2 separate regions of the Zea mays genome follow, and region 2 is linked to region 1. A link is a contact called in public Hi-C data. All regions are on one chromosome and are shown on one strand. The core of a region is the stretch at or near the end of the contact, and the rest is flanking DNA. Distances in the headings are between cores, read along the strand shown. Region 1 holds the start of LOC100383536 (putative STRUBBELIG family receptor protein kinase). Region 2 holds the start of LOC100278031.

What was found. A called contact is a pair of places that touch in the nucleus more often than the background predicts.
Region 2: a Hi-C map of tassel shows a contact between it and region 1, with 5 times the contacts expected there. The contact joins the promoter of LOC100278031 here to the promoter of LOC100383536 in region 1. A contact is called at or near these places in 13 of 25 Hi-C or Micro-C datasets (bundle sheath, ear, endosperm and 4 more) and 1 of 3 datasets of contacts at active chromatin or transcription factors (leaf).

Annotation. Positions count from the first base shown.
Region 1 is chr5:89,829,285-89,836,255 of Zm-B73-REFERENCE-NAM-5.0, reverse strand. LOC100383536 (putative STRUBBELIG family receptor protein kinase) reads left to right here and starts at 2,542. Exons shown (of 17, transcript NM_001176184.2): 1 at 2,542-2,957; 2 at 6,710-6,839; 3 at 6,917-6,971. The coding sequence starts at 2,837.
Region 2 is chr5:89,967,058-89,974,028 of Zm-B73-REFERENCE-NAM-5.0, reverse strand. It overlaps LOC100278031, which reads right to left and starts at 2,445. Exons shown (of 1, transcript NM_001364313.1): 1 at 1,853-2,445. The coding sequence starts at 2,265. The coding sequence ends at 2,110. It also overlaps the pseudogene LOC112577496.

The sequences.
Region 1 (6,971 bases), core at 1,293-3,792:
GGTGTTGTAGTTCAGAAAATCCAAAAACAACTAGGAGATTGTCGAGCTCTAGTGTAAGGTAAGTTCAACTAATTTACCTTGTTTCCGGTTCAATTGTGTGTTTGTTCATTATCTTTGAGTGTATGCAGCAAAGTTTTTATGCTTGTTATATGTTCTTAGAAGCTCTATCATATCCGTAATAACACACATGGATAAATCGTGGATCGACAATGTGGCTAGGTACAATACAACTTTTTTTCACAATAACTAAAAAAATGTGCTACGTGGTTATCTTGATATTTAACATAGAAATTGCATGTAGGGAGACAAAGGCCTATACACAAGGGGTGAATAGTTTTCTAGCTTTTGCATTAAAAAATTCAGCGGTAGGAAGCAAGATTTTATGCCCTTGTAGGAAGTGTGTCAACTCATTTTGGCGGGAGGCTATTGAAGTTCGAGAACACTTGATTTGTGATGGATTTTTAAAAGGGTATAGAACATGGACCTTACATGGAGAAGCTAGTTCCTCTGTATTGAACAATGAACATGGACCTTACATGGCAGCTGCAACTCTTAGAGAGTCGGTAATACTATTATTACCAAATGATGAAGCGTCGGTAAAACTTCTCTTTTAGCGACGGAAGATAAGTCGGTAAAACAACGGTCGGTCGGTAAAAGTTTTACCGACACAGCTTGCAACGACGTTCGTGGTCCGTCGGTAAAGGTCTTTACCAACCTATAGTTCGTCGGTAAAACTGATTTTACCGACAGACCATAAGTTGCAAATAATGTTCCGTGGTATAGTGTAGGGGGTGTTTGTTTACGATTATAATCTGTTCAAATTGTATAATTCAACAAATTTTAAACTAAAGATATGTTTATTTGCGATTATAATCTATCCAGATTTATAATTTAACAAATTTTAAACTAACACTTAGTTCAAAATTTGTTAGATTATATAATCTAGACAGATTATAATCCCAACAAACACCCCCTAACATTTAGTTTAAAATTTATTGAATTATATAATTTAGACAAATTATAATCTCAAACAACCACCCTCTTAGTCCCAGCAATTTAGTATTTTAGTTGTACATCAAATATACTCAACGGGATCAGGAAGAAAAAAATGTGCAATGCTACCAATGTACGTACTCCCTCTCTCCCCTATCTAGAAAACAATGGAAAACTCGCTTTCTAAACAGCAAACGACTCATGGGTAGTGAGTTCGGGGTATTTCGGGTACCGGAGGATGGTAGCCGAATTATCTAAATTAATTTGGGTTTTTAAAGTTGTTATCTGAAATTCTTAAATAAAAATCGGGTTCGGATAATTTAGGTTTAGGTAGCGGATTACGGTTTTTTTGCCCCCTACTCTTTTAAACTAAGGAGAGTGTGAGGGGCATTCAGCCAGAGTTCTTCCTTTCTCTCGTTCTCACACTTCTCTTTATAACACGCTTCCAAGAGCAATACAACGATCAACACTACACTGGACGTAGGGTGCGAGTCTAAACCAGTATAATCCTCTCTAGTCACTTAATTCATCACTCGGTGTGAGTCCACGCTAGCCTCCTCCACCGAACATAAATTATATTGTTTCTCCGATTTCTAAAACCACGGCAATATTTAATTGCTTATAGCTGAATTATTATTTAAAAGTGTACACTAATTTAAAACCCGTGAGTGATTCGAAATCCACCTAAACCCGACAGGTTCGGTGAGAGTTTGGAATTGCACTCGTAGATATGATTATAGGTGGGTTTAAGGGTGCGTTTGGTTGCGGGACAGCCAGGACAGAGACGTCCCCTGACGTCCTCTCTTATTCCTCTAATTTTGAGAGATAACTGTGGACAACACTTGGATAGTCCTGTCCCAGCCACTGACCCTAAACCAAACAACCTTATTTGAGGGATCATCTGGTTCCATCCATTCTGTCAATGCAACCAAACACACCCTAAATAAACTCACAAGTATGATCGTGAGCGGGTTTTTAGTTCAGCTGACCCGTTTCCATCCCGTTGATACGATGACAAGATAAAAAAAACTCGTTCGTTGGATAAAGTGAGCAAGGGAAAGAAAGGCGTTACAGTTGGCGCTTTTCTTTGGTGCACAAAGGAAAGAATATGACTGCGGGAGATAACTGAGGGAGTGGCTGCAGGTACTTTTGTACTGGTGTAATAGACCCTATTTTAAATAGATTAGAACTACTTGTTATCTATGACTTAAAAATATCTAGCTAAAAATTAGTGAACTACTTGAGTAGTTGTTAGCTCTTAATAGTTGAGTTCATACTGGTTGTTAGCTATTAATAGCTGAGTTCTATGAACTAATAAACTATTACTCCAGTTGTTTAGGACTTCAAGTAAACTTTTTAGTAAAATTTGATTAACTAGTTGGGTACATTTGTCGTAAAAAAAGCTTTCCCTCCACTGCTTTCCTCACCACCGCTCACCTCACCAGTCAGCACTCCCACACAGTACCCACCCTTTCTCTCTCCATCTTTTCACGCCCGTTGCTTGCTCCCCCACGCTTGACGCTCCCCCATCCCTCCTCCGCTGCCTTTCTCTCACTTCGCCGCCACTCCCAGTCTCTCTCTATCTCTCCACTCCTTACAGCTAGATTCTAGAAGCCAACAAAAACAGACGGGGGCAGAGCGTAAGGGGAGAATCGTGCTCCGGGAAAGCAAACCTCAGAGAATCCACCTCTCCCCCACCCTCTCTCTCTCTCTAGATCTACGCAAGCCGCCTCGGTATCCGCGATCGCCACCGCCCGCGGCGGCTGATGCGTCCGTGCTGCTGCGCGGAGGTGGCGCTGCGCTGTTAGCTGGCGCGAGAGTTCGTCCGGCCCCCGACCGAGTGATGGGGGCGGCGGGGGGCGGCCGGTGCGTCCGCCTCGGGGCGGCGCCGGTCCTCGTCCTGCTGCTGATCGCCGCTGCCACATTGCCGCGGCTGGCGCGCGCGGTCACCGACGCCGGCGACGGTAACCCACCCTGCTCTGCTCGCTTCTTGTCTCACTTCCTCCGCTTGATTGTAAGTTGGCAGTTTGCACGCACCAGCTGCCTGCACGGGCTGCCGACTGGTTCGTGGTCGCTTGCATGTTTGTCTGGTTGGGTTTCGCTGTTTGCGCGGTGAAGTGATGATTGGAGTTTACTGTTGCTGAGGGTGATGGAATTCGGATGCGTACTGACACTATAAATCAGATGATTTGATTTTGGTGGTGTAGTACTGTTGCACTGCGGATTAGGTGGGTGGGTGCTGAGAAATGTGAATTGAATTTTGCTGAGCTGGTTGATTCAGCCGTTTTGGTAGCGCGGGTTCACAGCGTACTGATTTCGTACCTGAGGGGTTGATGGAGGCGTTGAATTCGTGCTCGCATGCCTGCGGAAGCAACCAAAGTGATGGATGATACGCGGCAATCGGCTTGTGCTTTTCGGCCTTGGGATTGAGAGCGATGTTTATGGTCCTGGAAGGATTTGGTGGCATCGGCTTCCTGTGTTATGAATTTGTTGTCGTCATCCGTGGATAGCAACGGGGGAGGAGCGCGACTGCTTCCTAGAGATTCAGTGGCTGTTGAAAATAGTCAAGGACAAATAGATGTGTAGTGCAATTTTTTGAAGGCTGCCGTGGTACATTGGGAACTTTGATCTTGGTGGAGCACTTGAGCTTATAGTCTCATCAGACTCTCAGGAGTTGGTAAATGGTGTACACACAGGATGAGCTTAGAGTGGCAGAGAGCCGGATTTCTGGTGAATGGCAAAAGACCAAATGACTGCTTTCGCGGGCAATGCGCTCAGTACCTGTTTCAGACAGAGGTCTTGGCAGCAGAGAGTTGAGTTAATACAAAATGTAAATGACTAATGAGGATTAGTTCATGACAGTGTGCTCCATACATGTTATATACAGTTCTGAATTTTGTTAGAAGTAATTGGAACCTTTAACGAATAAAGCCCTTTGGTATGCATGTAGATTGCTTGATTAAGTATGGTTGCATACTGAGGCATTTGTTGTGTTTATTATGCCTCATCATCAATGTTTTCAAATTGCTCGATTAACCAACTCATCGACAAATCGGCCCTTGGACATCGATTAGGTGAAGCAATTCAATTAGTTTTCCTAGTCACTGGTTGCTTGACCAGATGACCAATCATTGACTAGCCACAACCAGTTGGTGCTTTCTAGTCGAACAATCAGCCTGTAGAAAGCAACTTGGGCTTCAGCAGGTCAGTTGGGTAGCATTCAAGGACCATACCACCACCTATATATACTAGCTGTATCGCATATCCTCTGGTTTTGACCTAGCTGCCAGCTGAATTGAGCCTGCGGTCAATGGTTGCTGGAAGTGAAAACACCAATGAAGATGATGAAAACAGCGAGGAGGATGCACTTATTGGTGGCGGACATGTGACCTGTTTGATTCAGCTTTTTCTGGCCAACTTTTATAAGAATCTGGCTATGAGAAAAATCTGAGTATCGTGGGGATCAATGTTTACAAGTCGGGCGACCAGCTGGTCGAGCGAGAGGCGCGACCAGGCGACTAATCGCGATTAGGGCGACGATTAGTCGACCTAATCGGTCCTGGTCGACCTCTGGTCGTCCGTTAGTCGTCCTATAGATTTAAGGACATATGTATATGTATATAACTATATATTAACTATATAAACACTGCATTTCTGCAATAATATAGGCATAATTAGTAGCAAACTAGTAGTAATTCAATAAAAGTGTAAAACTGAATCCATCCAAAGTCCAAATTTCAAACTGAAAGTAATATTGGCATAATTACTTGCAGTAATTCAGTAAAAAGTACTGCATTACCTGCTGGCTGCTACTGGCTGCTACCTAGAGCAGATCAGCATCCAAACAAAATGCATCAGCAGCAGCACAGATGCCGGAGCACTGGAGTACTGGACGCCGCTGGACGGCTGGAGCACTTGGAGGCTGGAGCAGAGACGTCGGCAGAAACCAGAGAGGACAGAGGAGAGGAGTAGGGTTTTTGGCGGCTGGGAGGGGTACTGGCGGGTTTCTGGCGGCTGGGAGCGTTTTTGGAGGGGCGGGCTACTGTAGATGGGCCAAAAACCTGAGTGAAGCCCAGTACCAAAATTGCAACGACAAAAAACGACCAGGAAGCGTTCGACCAGACGACTAATCGCCCAGGTCGACGACTAGTCGGACGACTAGGACGACTAGAAACCCTAATCGCGTCGTCCTCCTAATCGCCCTCTTCCAGGCGACCAGCCCGACTAGTCGGACGACTTGTAAACACTGGAGGGGATTACGTGCGGAGTAAGATGAAGTGGTTCAAATGGTTCAGGATCTAGAAAGCGATGAATTCCTACTATCGCGACGACTCGGCCGATTTTGTGTTCATGTTGATTTTAGACGATTTTTACTAAAACGATTCTTATAGAAGCGGGCTGAATAGCTGGGGCGTTTGGCAGTGCGCAACAGCTTTTGGTGGCCAGAAGCTGAAAAAAGCCCAAACAAACAGGGCCATGGTCCCATCTTTCTAACTCAAGAAGATGAAGAAATGGAGGATGAATCTGGAGTCAGGATTAAAGGAGGAGGGACTTTCCAATTGGATATTGCTTTGGATGGCTGAATACTGATGTGCAGCATGTGCTGCAAACTGGGCTTTTGATGATGACAATTGACAAGCTGTCTTTCATAGTTTGTTTTAGTATTAGTTACTAGCATATCTTTCATATTTAAGATATTATTAAGTTATTAGGCTATCTCCTGCAACTTACCGATCATACCTCTCATTCCATCTCCCATTTCAAACTTCACTCTGTGAACAATACATTGTATAGTGCAAAACAATGTTTTGCATGACTATATGTACGATCTGCTGGAGACATCCTTGAGGACTTTAATGTGCAGCAGTAAAAAAATCGACCTGCGGGTGGTAGGACAATCTTCGGACATCTATACCACTATATAATCCACCAGTTTAATTTTTGCAAAATCCACCCAACCAAATCACCCCACACCCATAACATCCACTAAATTCACCAAACAAATTGCATTCGGACTTAACACACCATCAAAACCAACGGTTCAGATCGCTGCATAACCTCCTCTCCCTTATTCACTCAAACCCAATGGACAATATTATTTGGATCATCTCTCTCCTTCCCCCGTGACCCTGCCGCCCCTCCCCCTCACTTGCGTGGCCGCCACCATCAGCCCCTTCCCTCCCCCGGGATCATAGTTGTATTAAGAAGAAGACTTCATCATGCAGCCCGAGAAAATCCTTAAACCCCTGCCCCACTCATACACAGCGACACTGTAGCCCATGTGATAACGATCGCAACCGGGGGCGAGCCTTAGACCTGTGCTTTGATGTGGGACAAACGAGTAGATTTTTTTCATCTCAACCTGAAATTCGCTCTCACGCGGAGTTGAACTTAGGACCTGAGGAGTGCTACTCACATCACCTAAACAACTCGGCTAGAGGCCTTTTCGCTAATGTGCAGCAGTAAACACTCTTGTTTAGCACTTGCATGTAAGGTTGGCTGCCTGTTATGCTGCCTGAATGCCAATCGCTAAATCCTAACATGCTATGCTAAGTACCTTATTTAAGCTGTTCTGGGCGACTCGTTGACTAGACCCAAACTAATCATGACTAGTCGATGCTTAGTCACAATTAATCAACTAGTCGGTGCCTGGGCGACTAGAGTCCACATCACAACATTGCTTATCATTGGCTCATTGCTTTTCTTTCACATGCAGTTTCTGCTATAAATGGACTTTATGTTGCACTTGGATCACCAAAGCTGCCAGGATGGTCTGCTAGTGCTGGAGATCCCTGTGGTGAGAGCTGGCAGGGTGTCACATGTACCGGCTCAAGTATAACCTCAATGTACGCCAGATATTCTATGTCACCTTTTGCCAATAAGACTTTTCTATTTTGTGCTTTTATGAACTCATTGTTTGCAGAGTTTTCAATGCTGCAAATCTGGGAGGACAGCTAGGCAGCCTGGGGAACTTCACT
Region 2 (6,971 bases), core at 1,196-3,695, 140 kb before region 1:
GGTTTGGTGGTTGGGGCTATAAATACCCCCAACCACCACCACTTCAATGCATCCAAGTTTTCAGCCATTGCATTCAATACAAGAGCTCTATACTTCACTCCAAGACACAAACAAGAGATCAAATCCTCTCCCAAGTCCAAAATCACTCCAAACAATTAGTGGCTAGTGAGAGAGAGATTTTTGTGTTCATTTGAGTTCTTGTCGCTTGGATCGCTTTTCTTCTTCCCCATTCTTGTTCTCAACACCTTTGTAATCAAAGCAAGAGACACCAAGTTGTGGTGGTCCTTGTGGGGTCTAAGTGACCCATTTGATTGAGGAGAAAAGCTCACTCGGTCTAGGTGACCGTTTGAGAGAGGGAAAGGGTTGGAAGAGACTCGGTCTTTGTGACCACCTCAACGGGGAGTAGGTTTGCAAGAACCGAACCTCGGTAAATCAAATCACCGTGTCATCCGCTCTATTTCTTTGGTTGATTTGTTTTCGCCCTCTCTTTCGGACTCACTTATATTTCTAACGCTAACCCCGACTTGTAGTTGTGCTTAAAGTTTATAAATTTCAGATTTGCCTATTCACCCTCCCTCTAGGCGACTTTCAGCCAGGCAGAACGATCTAACTGTCGAGGATTATTATAATTTGATGATGGACAATATCGACGAAGTAATAGATAAAAGATGGGTGTCTCTAGGAGAGATCGAGAAAGACAAGATCATGGTTGGCAAAGCTTATAGCAATAAGGTCAAGGCTAAATCATTTCAAGTTGGAGATATAGTACGAAAGACCATCTTGCCATTAAGAAGTAGAGACCAGAAATTCGACAAATGGTCACCAAGCTGGGAAGGCTCTTTCAGAATCACATAGGTGATAGCAGGTAATGCCTACATGTTGCAAACTTTGCAAGGCGAGAACCCGCCCAAGGCGTTGAATGGTCATTTCTGAAGCAATATCATCTTAGTATGTGGCAAGATGCTTAGAAAAACCAATGTTGTCACATCGAGTTGTTTGTAGCCAACACTAGTGCTTTTGGTTCGCTTGGCTTCCCCAAAAGGCAAGGGGCATGTGTTGACCGCTGTTTGTGGCACTGAGCACAACTGGACGGTCCGGCCCTAAAGCCGAGATGGTCTAGCCTGCGGACAGTCCGCCCTTAGAAGCAGATAGTCTGTGATTAGATCAGATCAAGCGGATTAACTCCTATCTTCACGTGTGTTTATCCCTCTAAACTTGTGGGAGTTGTTGGAGAACGCCTAGTAATAGGTCCATACCTCCCCATTATATAATTGAAGGGGTACGGGCAATTGAAGCGCTAACAATCGAACCAAATCATTATATCTTCTGTTCCTTTACTTTTTCCTTAGGAGTAGACAATAATGTAGCCGTCTTCACCTCGATTCGACTCTGCGTCGTCTGGAGGTGTCAATCCCAAGAAAAACCCTCGGAACTCTCCTCCATGACGGGATCCCTCCTGATAGTTAGATCCAGGTGCTGTTGCGAAAGCCATCGCCTCTGCGCACGTGCGGACTGTCCAACTCGATGTGGAGAACCTCGCTCCTGCTGCCAGGTCACAGACTATCTGACCCCAGGCTACAGACCATGCGCACCTCCGCAGAGAGCACAGCCACAGATACACCTCACACTGATTGAGACCCAGATGGGTGCCAACACACCGCTACATAGGTATTGTTTCTCAGCACGACATCGGTCACATCACTCCGCCGGCGTCCGACTGCAATCCTCCATGTCCGGCTGATATGCAGAGACTCCTTCACGCAATCCTACAGTTCTATTCTCGGATTATTGAAGTACTGGAGCAAAGCGAGCTTGTACTGGAGCTAAAACAATTAAAATCTTGCAATGGAGCTGAAACAAAAAACATGTCATAAATCTATTGCAGAGTTCAAGCTCGTCTCGCAATCTAAATAATAGATGCTAGCAACACATAAAGAAATAGCGACATTCACTGAGCAGCTGGGAACACAGGAATCAGGCAAGTCACAGAAGATGGAGAGATATATGAGAAATCATAAAACAAGGCCAGCGCACTTTGGAACATTCACTGAGGAGTTGGCCGTAGTTGATTGGCGTGCCGACCGGGTGATGAGCGTGGTGCACCGGCGGCTAGGAATGGACGCACCGGCGGGTGGGGAGGAATGCGCCGATGAGTCTGGGCTCATCGTGCAGGTGGCACGTCAGTCGGTCTGCCTCGTCGTGCGGGTGGTGAGGGAGGCGGCCGGCGGGTCCGGGGGCAGAGCTCCCTGTGCGGAACGAGACCATGGCACCTGGGAGATGGGAATGATGCGGGTGTAGGCTCGATATGGGGGTTCGTCGTGCAGAGTGGGGAGGGAGGCGACCTCCGGTGGGTAGCGCGGATCGCCGATGCACGAAGGAAGGGAGGCGGGCGTCGGGTGGGTACCACTGCCAGAGCAAGCGGTGGAAGTTGGTTGGAGAAGAGATAGGTCCCTCGGTCAAGGTAGCATATTTGAGACCTAGGAGTTAAACTCCTATATTAATTTAATTAAAATTTATGAAATAGTGACTTTGTTGGAAAGCTATTTTTTGATCTCACTCCTATATTTTAAAATATGACCTATTTTAGAACCTCTCTTGAAGATGCTCTTATAAGAACAAACCCTAAAATATAAGAACAAGGATATTTAAGTTCAAATGGGCTGGAAACTCTATGATGAAAATCTATACTCTACCATGTACAACATATAAATGAGCAGGTCAGCAGGGGTTGTGCGGTTGTGCCCTCACTACTACATAGATCCGCTCCGGTCCTCTACAATCTAGAGTCTAGAGGTGTGACGGATGAAGTGTCGGGTGGCGTCTTGTCCGTCGTCAGAGCAAATATATAACAACCGGATGTCAAAGAACTAAATGATAACGTAGAAGGAAAAAAAGAAAAAAAAATGTAAACTTACAGTCAGTATATAAAACATGCTTTGGACTTTGGACCACCGGCGCAATAGGACATTACCGTTTTCTCGGAGCAAAGCAGAGAAGGTGGAGAATGGAGGGCCCAAGTGGGCTGTGGCCGTGTCCGTATGATGGAATCCGTCAGGAATTATTTCTTTTCTCGGCCCACCATCCCATCCCCTCCCCTCCCCTTCACTTTTCCGAATATTCGCTTTCAGCCTTGAGGTAAAAGTTTTTTACCGTAAAACATATTGCACGCATCAGCAATTCAGCATCCGCATCACTCATCTCTGCTTGACACCAGCAAGCGCCAGCAAACATGCACTAAAACGGTTTTTTAAATATAAAAGATAACTAAAAACTGTATAATATAATTTTGAGTTCTTAGATCATAATAAATATAGTTAAAATAAAATAAGTATATAAAATCATGGAACGTCTCTTTATTTTTTTCTTAACCCCTAAAAACCACTTGATGAAGTTGTACATGTCCTAAAAATCTAACAAATTTGCACACGCAATCCTGAGTCGGAGTCACTAGCAATTTCAATCCGGTAGGGTGATATGGATAACACTAGAGTAACAAACAGGCAGATACTTATCTCGATCGGATTCGGAATCGGATAGTTAGAAACAGTACGAATACAGATATTGGGACTAGATATTTATTCGGACGGATAAGAACTCCCTAGATAAAGCTGTCTCCAGCAACTTTCTATAAATTTTATCCCCTAAATAAATATTATTTATATTTTACAGTATATTCTAAAAGATTTTATCCTCTATACCTTCCTCATCACCAGCATCATCCTCTAAATCTGTTTCTCTCTATCTAATCTTCTATATTTTTCACCAACGTCTGTTAATAGAAATTTTTGAATCCATATTTATCGACAACATTTTAATTGGTTTACATATTACAAATGGTTTTTTTTTGCATTTCCCCCGACCTGCATCGTTTTCTCCAAATCGTCTGGGCCAAAGCCACCAAACACATGAGCGAGTGCGGCGTGGAGGGGTATGTCGTGCTCGAGGTCCTCCGCCCTGACCCAGTATTCGAGCTCGACCCGACGGCCATGGTGCCTTGCTCACCGGGGGTATGCTCCGCCGCGGGCCACACTTCGTGTGCGCACTGGGCGCGGACGAGCGCGGCACCGTATGCGGCGGACTGGTGGATGGCACGGCCGAGCTCTTGTGCGCCGTCGCGGAGTCCGAGCTTGATCACACGACGGCCACCACCGTCGCGTCCGGATCAGTGCTCGTGGCCAGCGCTGTCGCGTCTTGGAGGCCCGCGACCAGCCGACGGAGGCGGCTGCTCGTGTATTGTATGTCGACTGCTCAGCGTGGTGGAAACCACCGCTGACAACGACGTCGACATGTGCGTCTTCTTCTACCATCGGTTGCACGGGAGTGGACAGGAGGGCGCGCGCGAGCGAAACATTGTATAGCGATCGCTCGCCGGTCCACCAGATTTGCTGGACGAGTAAGCCCCGCTATATTTTAGCGAACGATTTAGCGGCTTTTGTTAGGGTTTTTTACATTGGTCCCTTTAGTATCGCCACACTACTCATTGCTATCCTTAGTTTTTCTTCTTACTCAGTTTTACCCAGCGCTCGTTCCATTTGCTCAGAAATGCGCTTAGACGTCATCTCCGTCCACTTTAACATTACTTACAGGACGGGCCCACTACAAACTTTTACTCTCTCCTGCGCTTGCGCAGCCTCTTCTTCTCCGATCCCGACTCCAACTCTCCCTCTCTCCTTCGCCTGGCACATCCTCGGCAGCGTGGCAGCCTGCTTCTTCACCGGCGCGGCGGCCTGCTTCTTCGACGACGCGGAGGCCTGCAGCGGCCTACCGAGCGGACGGATCCGCGGACGAACGGATCTCCGGCGCCTGGCAGATCTTCGGCGCGCGGCCTACCGGTTGTGGACGGATCTCCGCTGCCTGGTGCCCTGGTATATCCTCGGTGTCGCGGCTTGCTTCTTCACCGGCGCCGCGGCCTGATTCTTCGAAGGCACAGCGACCTGATTCTTCGACGGAGCGGCCTGCCGGTTTTGTCCAGGCAGGCAGACGCGGCAGCCTACCGGTCTTCTCCAGGCGGGTGGATCTCCAGCGCTCCTCGAGCTAGAGCAGGCAGGCGTGCCGGTCTTCCCCAGGCGGGTGGATCTTCACCGGCGTGGCGGCCTACCGGGCGGACGGATCCGCGGTCGATCTCCGGCTGCTCCGTGCCTCTGCTGCTCCGTGGCCTGAGCTCCGGGCGGACGGATCCGCGGTCCAGTGACTCTGCTGCCTCTGCTGCTCCGTGTCTACAGCGGATCCGTGCCTCTGCTGCTCGACATCCTGAGCTCCGGCCGTCTCGCGCTGGTGCTTGCTCCTTGAATCCGCACACATGTGATTGGTCAAATAAATTTTCTTTGTCAAAACATATGTCACTTACATATGGCGCAGTGGATTGTGTCAGTGGTAAGGTGTTTAGGGTGTTGGGTTCGATCCTTCTAGGGTCTATTTTTTGCAATTTGTCCAATTAAATTCACCTATAAACTTTTGCATAATCCACTGAATTTTTACCTTAAGCAAATAACGCCAAAACATAAGTCCACGCCAAGTTTCACTATTTTTGACCAAATTTTCTATCTATTTGTTTTTTGGCTAGGAAGGCATGTAACCCACAAAAAATAGTAAATAGTCCAAAAAAGGGACATCTATGCATGAAGTAAGTTTGTAGAGGCTAGATGAACAAATAGTACAAATTTTAAGGAAGAAAACAAACAAAACTAAGAAATGTAGCTCAAACCATGTAGTTGTAGTCCAATGTCATGAAACTTAGTGAGATATGTGTCCGTTTGTGAAGCACCTATATTCACACTTTTGCATAATCCTCTGGATTTTTAAACTTAAGCAAATAAGGCCAAAACATGAGCCCATGCCAAGTTTCACTTTTTTTGCCCAAATTTGCTATTTATTTATTTTTTGGCTAGGAAGGCATTTAACCCACAAAAATAGTAATTAGTCCAAAAAAGGGACATCTATGCATGAAGTAAGTTTGTAGAGGCTAGATGAACAAATAGTACAAATTTCAAGGAAGAAAACAAACAAAACTAAGAAATGTAAATCAAACCATGTAGTTGTTGTCCAATGTCATGAAACTTAGTGAGATATGTGTCCATTTGTGAAGCACCTATATTCAAACTTTCGCATAGTCCTCTGAATTTTTTACCTTAAGCAAATAAGGCCAAAACATGAGTCCATACCAAGTTTCACTATTTTTTGACCAATTTTGCTATTTATTTATTTATTTTTGGCTAGGAAGGCATTTAACCCACAAAAAATAGTAAATATTCCAAACAAGGGACATCTATGCATGAAGTAAGTTTGTAGAGTCTAGATGAACAAATAGTACAAATTTCAAGGAAGAAAACAAATAAAACTAAGAAATGTAGCTCAAACCATGTAGTTGTAGTCCAATGTCATGAAACTTAGTGAGATATGTGTTCGTTTGTGAAGCACCTATATTCACACTTTTGCATAATTCTCTGAATTTTTTAACTTAAGCAAATAAATCCAAAACATGAGTCCATGCCAAGTTTCACTATTATTTGACCAAATTTGCTATTTATTTATTTATTTTTGGATAGAAAGGCATGTAACCCACAAAAATAGTAAATAGTCCAAAAAGGGACATCTATGCATGAAGTGAGTTTGTAGAGGCTAGATGAACAAATAGTACAAATTTCAAGGAAGAAAACAAATAAAACTAAGAAATGTAGCTCAAACCATGTAGTTGTAGTCCAATGTCATGAAACTTAGTGAGATATGTGTCCGTTTGTGAAGCACCTATATTCAAACTTTCGCATAATCCTCTGAATGTTTTACCTTAAGCAAATAAGGTCAAAACATAAGTCCATGCCAATTTTCACTATTTTTTTTTTACCAAATTTACTATTTATTTATTTATTTTTGGCCAGGAAGGCATTTAACCCACAAAAAATAGTAAATAGTCCAAAAAAGGGACATCTATGCATGAAGTAAGTTTGTAGAGGCTAGATGAACAAATAGTACAA